Regions from separate parts of the Sus scrofa genome. Here region 1 is linked to region 2. The links are chromatin contacts, called in public HiChIP or PLAC-seq maps. All regions are on one chromosome and are shown on one strand. The core of a region is the stretch at or near the end of the contact, and the rest is flanking DNA. Distances in the headings are between cores, read along the strand shown.

The links. HiChIP or PLAC-seq counts read pairs in DNA pulled down with a chosen protein or histone mark.
Region 1: a contact with region 2 is called in an H3K27ac HiChIP or PLAC-seq map of alveolar macrophages. The contact joins two enhancer-like sites. A contact is called at or near these places in 1 of 47 Hi-C or Micro-C datasets (embryonic fibroblasts) and 1 of 2 datasets of contacts at active chromatin or transcription factors (alveolar macrophages).

Annotation. Positions count from the first base shown.
Region 1 is chr6:89,618,288-89,621,484 of Sscrofa11.1, forward strand. It overlaps PHC2 (polyhomeotic-like protein 2), which reads right to left. Exons shown (of 15, transcript XM_021095847.1): 6 at 2,294-2,446; 7 at 885-1,197. All of the region lies in intron 1 of LOC110261134 (a long non-coding RNA gene), which reads left to right. Among named protein-coding and RNA genes, the nearest start is that of A3GALT2, 57 kb to the left of the region's middle. Within about 2 kb of position 1,719, at least 31 of the 83 cell types and tissues checked have an H3K27ac peak or open chromatin away from gene starts, as enhancers often do. A contact at or near this core is called in alveolar macrophages, where this site is marked.
Region 2 is chr6:89,388,314-89,391,762 of Sscrofa11.1, forward strand. No RefSeq gene overlaps it. Among named protein-coding and RNA genes, the nearest start is that of AZIN2, 43 kb to the left of the region's middle. Within about 2 kb of position 1,483, at least 37 of the 83 cell types and tissues checked have an H3K27ac peak or open chromatin away from gene starts, as enhancers often do. A contact at or near this core is called in alveolar macrophages, where this site is marked.

The DNA of each region.
Region 1 (3,197 bases), core at 469-2,968, 230 kb after region 2:
CACTGTCACCAGCAAGCCTTTCTTGGCACCTCTCCCTGAGGCTAAATGGTGCCTCTGTGATCTTACAGGGCGCAGAGCTCACACCTGTTATAGCACTTATCACACTATATTGCATTGTCCATGTCTGTTGCCCCAGGCTGTGCCCTCCTTGGAGGCCAGGGCCCACATCTTACTGATCTCAGCACACCCGGAACTGGCCACATACCTGGTAAATATTAGTCAACAAATGTCTGTCCAGTGATGAGAAAATAAACTTCTCACTTCCTCCTCTCCCTGGGGGTAAGATCTTATATGCCTCTGGCTAGCCCCTGCCCTTTTTGCTGATTCTTAGAGGATTTTAAAATAGTCCAACTGCCAGAGTTCCATTCATGGCTCAGTGGCTAACGAACCTGACTAGGATCCATGAGGACGTGGGTTTGATCTCTAGCCTCGATCAGTGGGCTAAGGATCTGGCATTGCCGTGAGCTATGGTGTACGTGGCAGACCCAGCTCAGATCCCAAGTTGCTATGGCTGTGGCATAGGCTTGCAGCTGTAGCTCGATTCGACCCCTAGTCTGGGAAGTTCCATATGCCTAAAAAAAAAAAGTCCAACTGCCAACCTCCACCCTCCACTCTCAAGGCCAAGAGCGATGATTGAATCACCATGGTGCCCCTAGAGAGGAAGGTCTCATTTATTCCACTGAGGTGGCTTCCTTCTTTAAAGCTAGACTAGATGCACGAAACAGAATCTGGAGCTGATGAGCATCTCAGGAGGGTAAAGGGGAGTGAGAAACACATGGCTGACATCTTAGCATGTCTGTGGGAAAAAGGAAATTTTCAGTTTCCCCCGACGCACAGTCCTATGGCGTTTTCTGGGATAGGATCCTTCCTCCTGGAGCCCTTACCTGGTGCAATGAGGGGGTGGGTAGCCACAGCGGGCACCACCCGGCTGAGCCCAGCCCGGCCCTCCAAGCTCCCTGGCACACTGCCGTTGCCATCTCCCTTCTTGACTGGCTCCATCACACTGTCACTTATGCCAGGCTTGGCACCTGCAGGGGAACCCTGAGCAGTGTTTCTGCCCTGGGATGGGGTAGGCAGAGGCTGGCTACCACCTGGCGTGGGTTTCAGGGCCAAGCTGGGCAGGACGGGCTGGGTGGGGGTAGGGCCCGAGGCTGCTGCAGTTGGTGTCTGCTGTGTTCGGAGGGTCAAGTTCTGTACCTGGAAAAGAGGGGTCTATAGGAGTCCAGAGAATGTGGGTAGGAGTGATGCCAACACACAGTCCATGCAGGGAAGGAGCTGGGATGGATCCAGGAATGGCCGTACAGGGCAGTGGGGTGTAAAATCAGAAAGAGAGAGAATGAGCTAGGGGCTGAAAGAGGAACCAGGAGCAGGCAGAGTTTCTAAAGGGGACAGAAGGAGTACAAGTTGGACTGGATTCATCAGCAGGAGAAATTAAATTCTGAGCAGGGATGTCTGCCCCAAGTGGGGGCAGGCCCGGGCAGGGAAGTTAGGCTCGCTCTCCCTTCTTTCCTCCCCTCCTCCCCCGTACTACCAGGAAGGGCTGCATACCACTTAGCAAGAATTCCCAGATAGAGCGAGGCCTGGGGCTTCCCACACTGGAAAAGGCCAGGGCAAAAGTGAAAGTTAATTGAACAGTGAGGTCCCCGGGCGAAGGATTATCCCGTCCTCAGGATCAGGTTTACAGCAGGAGGAACATGCTTATTCAGCCCGGTCCCTGGTGCCCTCTGCTGGACACATGGAGGCTGTGCCAGACGCGCCTTTGACAAACCTGACCGTCTTCACCCTGTGGGTCCCCACAGTGCAGCTGGGGACAGTTCCTCTCCCCCACCGCCCACTGCATCTTTACGGCCACAGCAGTGTCTGTGGGCTCCCAGCAGAAGGTGGGGGCCCAAGGCTCATCTTTGGCTCTCTCTTCCATGTCATTTTTCCTGTTTCCTAGAGCTGCTAGCACGTGCTAATCAGAGTGGAATTTTCCTCTTAAAGACAACAGCCACGGAGGCTACCCTGGGGAGGGTGTAAGGTAAAAGGTAGTGACGATCACTCATTATTAGCAGGCACGCGTGCCTCAGCAGGCTGCTGACTCCTGCGTCAGGGGTGGCCGAGGCCTTCTCAGCGGGGAATGAGGAGCAAGTCTAGGAGCTTTAGGACATCCTGTCTCCCACCTGCTTTCCTCGAAGGTCCCAGTCTTTCCAGAGATGCAAAGCTCTTCCAGGGCTCGGGCCCATACCCCGTGTCAGTGCCCCTCTGTGGGGGCGCCCACCCCCCTGCCCTCCCACAAGCATGGAATCCTCACCTGGGCAGGGGTGGGGGGCCGGGCGGGGGAGCCAGTGCCGAGCTCAGGCTGCACAGTAGCGACGGTGGCCGTGGGCGTGAAGATGAGCTGAGGGGACAAAGGAACAGTGCCGCCTAGGCTCCTAGCTACCTGCACCAGGTTACCTGGCTGGGCCTGGAATCACAGGAAACGAGGCGCCTTTTACCTGCCCAATGTGGGCTCAGCCACAGGACACGACAGTTTAGCCGGGGAGCAAACGGGAAAGTGGGGAGGCATGAGAGGGGAAGAGTCCATGGGCTCTCCTGAAAATCTCAGGCGGCTTGTAGTGTCCTGAACCAGGCTGGGCGGTGAAGGGGCAGGGGTTGGGGGCCGTTCTGGGAGTGCACCCAGGTCAGGTTTACTTCAGCAGCCTCTGTGTGGAACTCCCCCCAGAGGGACCAACGATCACAGGACACGCTCAAGTCCCTCTCGGCAGCATCCCAGGGAGCAGGGCCGCTGGGCTGAAACAGATGCCCTGGGACCATATTCTAGATCTGAGTGACTCCCGATGCCAGGTTTGGGTCAGAACAGGACTCTCTGCCAGAAGGGACCAAATTAGCAATATTCTTAGGGTCATTTTTAGATTGGGCTCTGTGTGTATGTTGGGGTGTGTGTATGTGCACACGCACACACACGCAGAGACAACAGTGGTAGAGGAACCAGAATGCCCAGAGCTATACTTGTCTCTGCATTTCTTTCCATGGGGGTGCAGGTGACTGAGGGTCTCTGCATTTCACTCCCACCCCTGCGAGTCTAGCTCAGCATCTGTGGGGGCATGTGGTGTCAGCTCCTCTGAACTCACACGCCTGACTTTGAGGGGATGGTGGCCAGGCTGCCAGGCTCTAGCTGGGGCAGTTGAGTGGGACAAGGGACAGAGTAAAGAGAG
Region 2 (3,449 bases), core at 233-2,732:
GAATTAAGTTCTTAAAGACGGAGATAGGTTTATTTTGTTTACTGCTGTGTTCCTAGGGCCTAAAACACTGCTCTACACACAGATGTTCAATAAATAACATCAATCTTTCAAGCCTCAGGTTGGCTGTCTCCCTTTTTTCTAACTCTATGCCTAGGTATTGTTTCTCTGCGCTTTCACAGCTGAAGTGTTTACCCGTGTTAAAGAACTTGTCGATCACAATGTGTTGTGAATTTTTCTACTTGTCTTCCTGCAAACCTGTTAATTCCACAAAGAGAGGGAATGTTTTTCCTACTTCCCTGTGTCATCTCGAGCCTGGGTTTGTGCTTGGCACAAAGTGCTTCATGTCTTTTTGAATAAACAAGTCTTGGAGAATGGACGGAGGGTACCCCTGTACCTTGAGGCAAGGATATCTGGCCCCTTCCCCTCAGCTCCTGAACAGCAGCCTAGATCCTGCGAAGGGCTGACCACTGACTGGGACGGACCAGGGGCCTGCATGCTTCAGGGTTACACCAAAGAGGAGCGTGGGTCCACAAACCAGTGAACCTTAGCTAGGAGGCGGGCATATAGGATGTCTCAATAACCCTGCTCTTGATTTTGGGGTAGGACTGTCATATAAAATACAGGATGCCCAGTTAAATCTGAATTCAGAAAAATGACGGCTCCTTTTCCAGTAAACGTATGACCCATGCACTATCAGGGATATCCTTATACTAAAATACTGCTATTTACCTGAACTTCAACTTTAACTGACTGTCCTGCATTTTATTTTTATTTATTTATTTTGTCCTTTTGCCTGTTCTCGGGCCGCTCCCTCGGCATATGGAGGTTCCCAGGCTAGGGGTCGAATCAGAGCTGTAGCCACCTGCCTACACCAGAGCCACAGCAACGCGTAATCTGAGCCGCGTCTGCGACCTACACCACAGCTCAAGGCAACGCCGGATCCTTAACCCACTGAGCAAGGGCAGGGATCGAACCCGCAACCTCATGGTTCCTAGTCGGATTCGTTAACCACTGCGCCAGAACGGGAACTCCTCTGCTAACTCTGGAATCCCTACCCCGCAATTCCTTGCCTCTCTCTGGGTTGGTCTTCCCCATCTCCGGAACGGAGCTATCCCTGTGACACTTGCATCAGGGACTCCTCAGGCAGAGCAAACCACTCCCAAGGCCATCCCTCTGCTCCGAGGAGTCGTTTGGGAAGCGTGCTGGTCTCGGGAGTCGTTCTCGCTGGGTGAATATGAACGAGCCCCTGCCTCTAGGAGCTCACTTTTCTCATCTGAGCTTCCGAGCTGATGCAGCGCGGAAACCATGCACTTTAGACACCGCTTCGCGGAAGCTTGCCCGCGCCGGCAGCCGGAACTACCCGTCACACCCCCAAGTCCCGGCGGGAGCGTTTCCGGTTGCGTGAGGTCACTTCCGCGTCAGCGAGTCTCCTAGGCGTCGAGCCCTACGCTCTGGCGCCCTCTGCCTGAGCGGAGGAGGGCTGACTTTACCAAATGGCGAGAAGAGAGAGCCGAGCCCATTGGTTGAAAAACGAGCAGACGCAACACGCAGCCTCCACCAATGGAAAACCGAACCTTCGCCGGGGGCGGGCCCCCAAGGGCAAGGGGTTATCCTAGGACGCAGGCCGTGGGTAAGAGGATGTCTGGGTCCCTGGTCCGCTTGAAAGCCCCAAAGGAACAGCAGAAATGGCCTCTGCCCACCAGCTTCTTCCGCTTCCCCTTACAGAGGAGGAGAATCCCAGAGTAGACCAGAGAGCTGCAGGGGTCTTGGGAGGCTCGTCTCCAGTGTTCACCCCACTCATCTCATCCATTGCATCCCCGAGAGGAGACACCTGATGAGTTCACACAGAAAGCCGAAAATCATGGGCTTTGAATGAATTCTCGACCTGGAGGCCAAGGTGTTTTATATTTTAAAATTAGAGTATTTACTGTGTGCCATGCCCTGCCCTGCCCTGGCCCTTCCCTCACATTTTTTCTCTTACTCCGCACAAGCCTGTGAAGTGGATATTGTGACACAGACTCTGACCCTCAGTGCCTGTGTTGAAATCCTGGTTCTGCCAGTTATTACCTGTGTTTCCTGGGCTCCAGTTTCTGCATCTGTGAAATGGAGTAATAGACCTACCTCATACCCTAATTCTAAGGATTAAATAAATTAATATATTTAAAGTGCGTAAAACGCAACCGACGTCTGGTCACCATAGGAACCACTTAAGTTATTTCCAATTATAAATTAGGAGACTGAGGCTTAGATATGAAGTAACTTGCCTACAATGGATAGTCACTAGTGGAGGCAGGTTGGGAACCATCTCTGCCTACTCTGGAGGAGCTTCTCAGTCATGATCACACAGCCCTCTTCTTATGGAAGCCTGTGGGGAACATAATTGCCTTTAGAGCAGCACATGTGTTTATTTAGTAGGACCATATTACCAAATGACTGCTCTCTGAGTTTTTGTTGTTTTTTTTTGTTGTGTTTGTGTTTGTTTTTGTTTTTGCTTTTCAGGGCTGCACCCTCGGCATATGGAGGTTTCCAGGCTAGGGGTCTAATTGGAGCTGTAGCCGCTGGCCTATGCCAGAGCCACAGCAACGCCATATCTGAGCCACATCTGCAACCTACACCACAGCTCATGGCAACGCCAGATCCTTAACCCACTGACCAAGGCCAGGGATAGAACCCAAAACCTCATGGTTCCTAGTCAGATTTGTTTCTGCTGTGCCATGATGGGAACTCCTCTCTGGGTATTTTAATAACTACAATTAAGATGGTGAGGTTCTAGAACTTGTTCTGTACATCTTCAATGAAGACAGTGAGGCTGCAAGACCTTTCTCCTGCTAAATCTCATTTATATAAAATCAGGAAAAATAAACTTCTGAAAATGTTCAATCTGAGATCCTGTGAGGGATCCAGGTTATGACTTAGGACTTGGTGTGGTAAGTGGTGTGCTAGTGAAAAGCACAGGGTGCCAGGGGAAATCTGATTGGAGATAGACATAACTGCCTCCAGAGTTAGGATGGACTTGGCAGAAGCAGTGAATGGAAGTAGAAACCTTAATGGATGAGTAGGCATTGGCCAGGTAGAAAAGTCTGGGGAAATTGAGGGATGCATTCCTTCCAAACCAGGGAAGTGGGATAGTAGGGTGATAATTCAGAGCTCTTTCTTAGAAACTGGAGTACAGGATGAAGATGAGAATGAAGTAGCAATTGAGGCATACCAGGAAGGGTTCTGTCCTGGTATCAGCAAGTCAACAGAAGTTTCTGAGAAGGGGAGAGCAGAGCCCAGCATTGCACTTTAGGTGACTATTTTAGGAGATCAGCTTTGCACCTTATGGAGATAGTGAAGAAGTTGTGGCAGGCAGTATCTAAGATGTCCCCAGTGATCGCAAACTCCAGTATTCACTCCCTGATATGATTCTCTCGCCTTGAGTATGACCTGGGCTTATTGATTCCATTCTA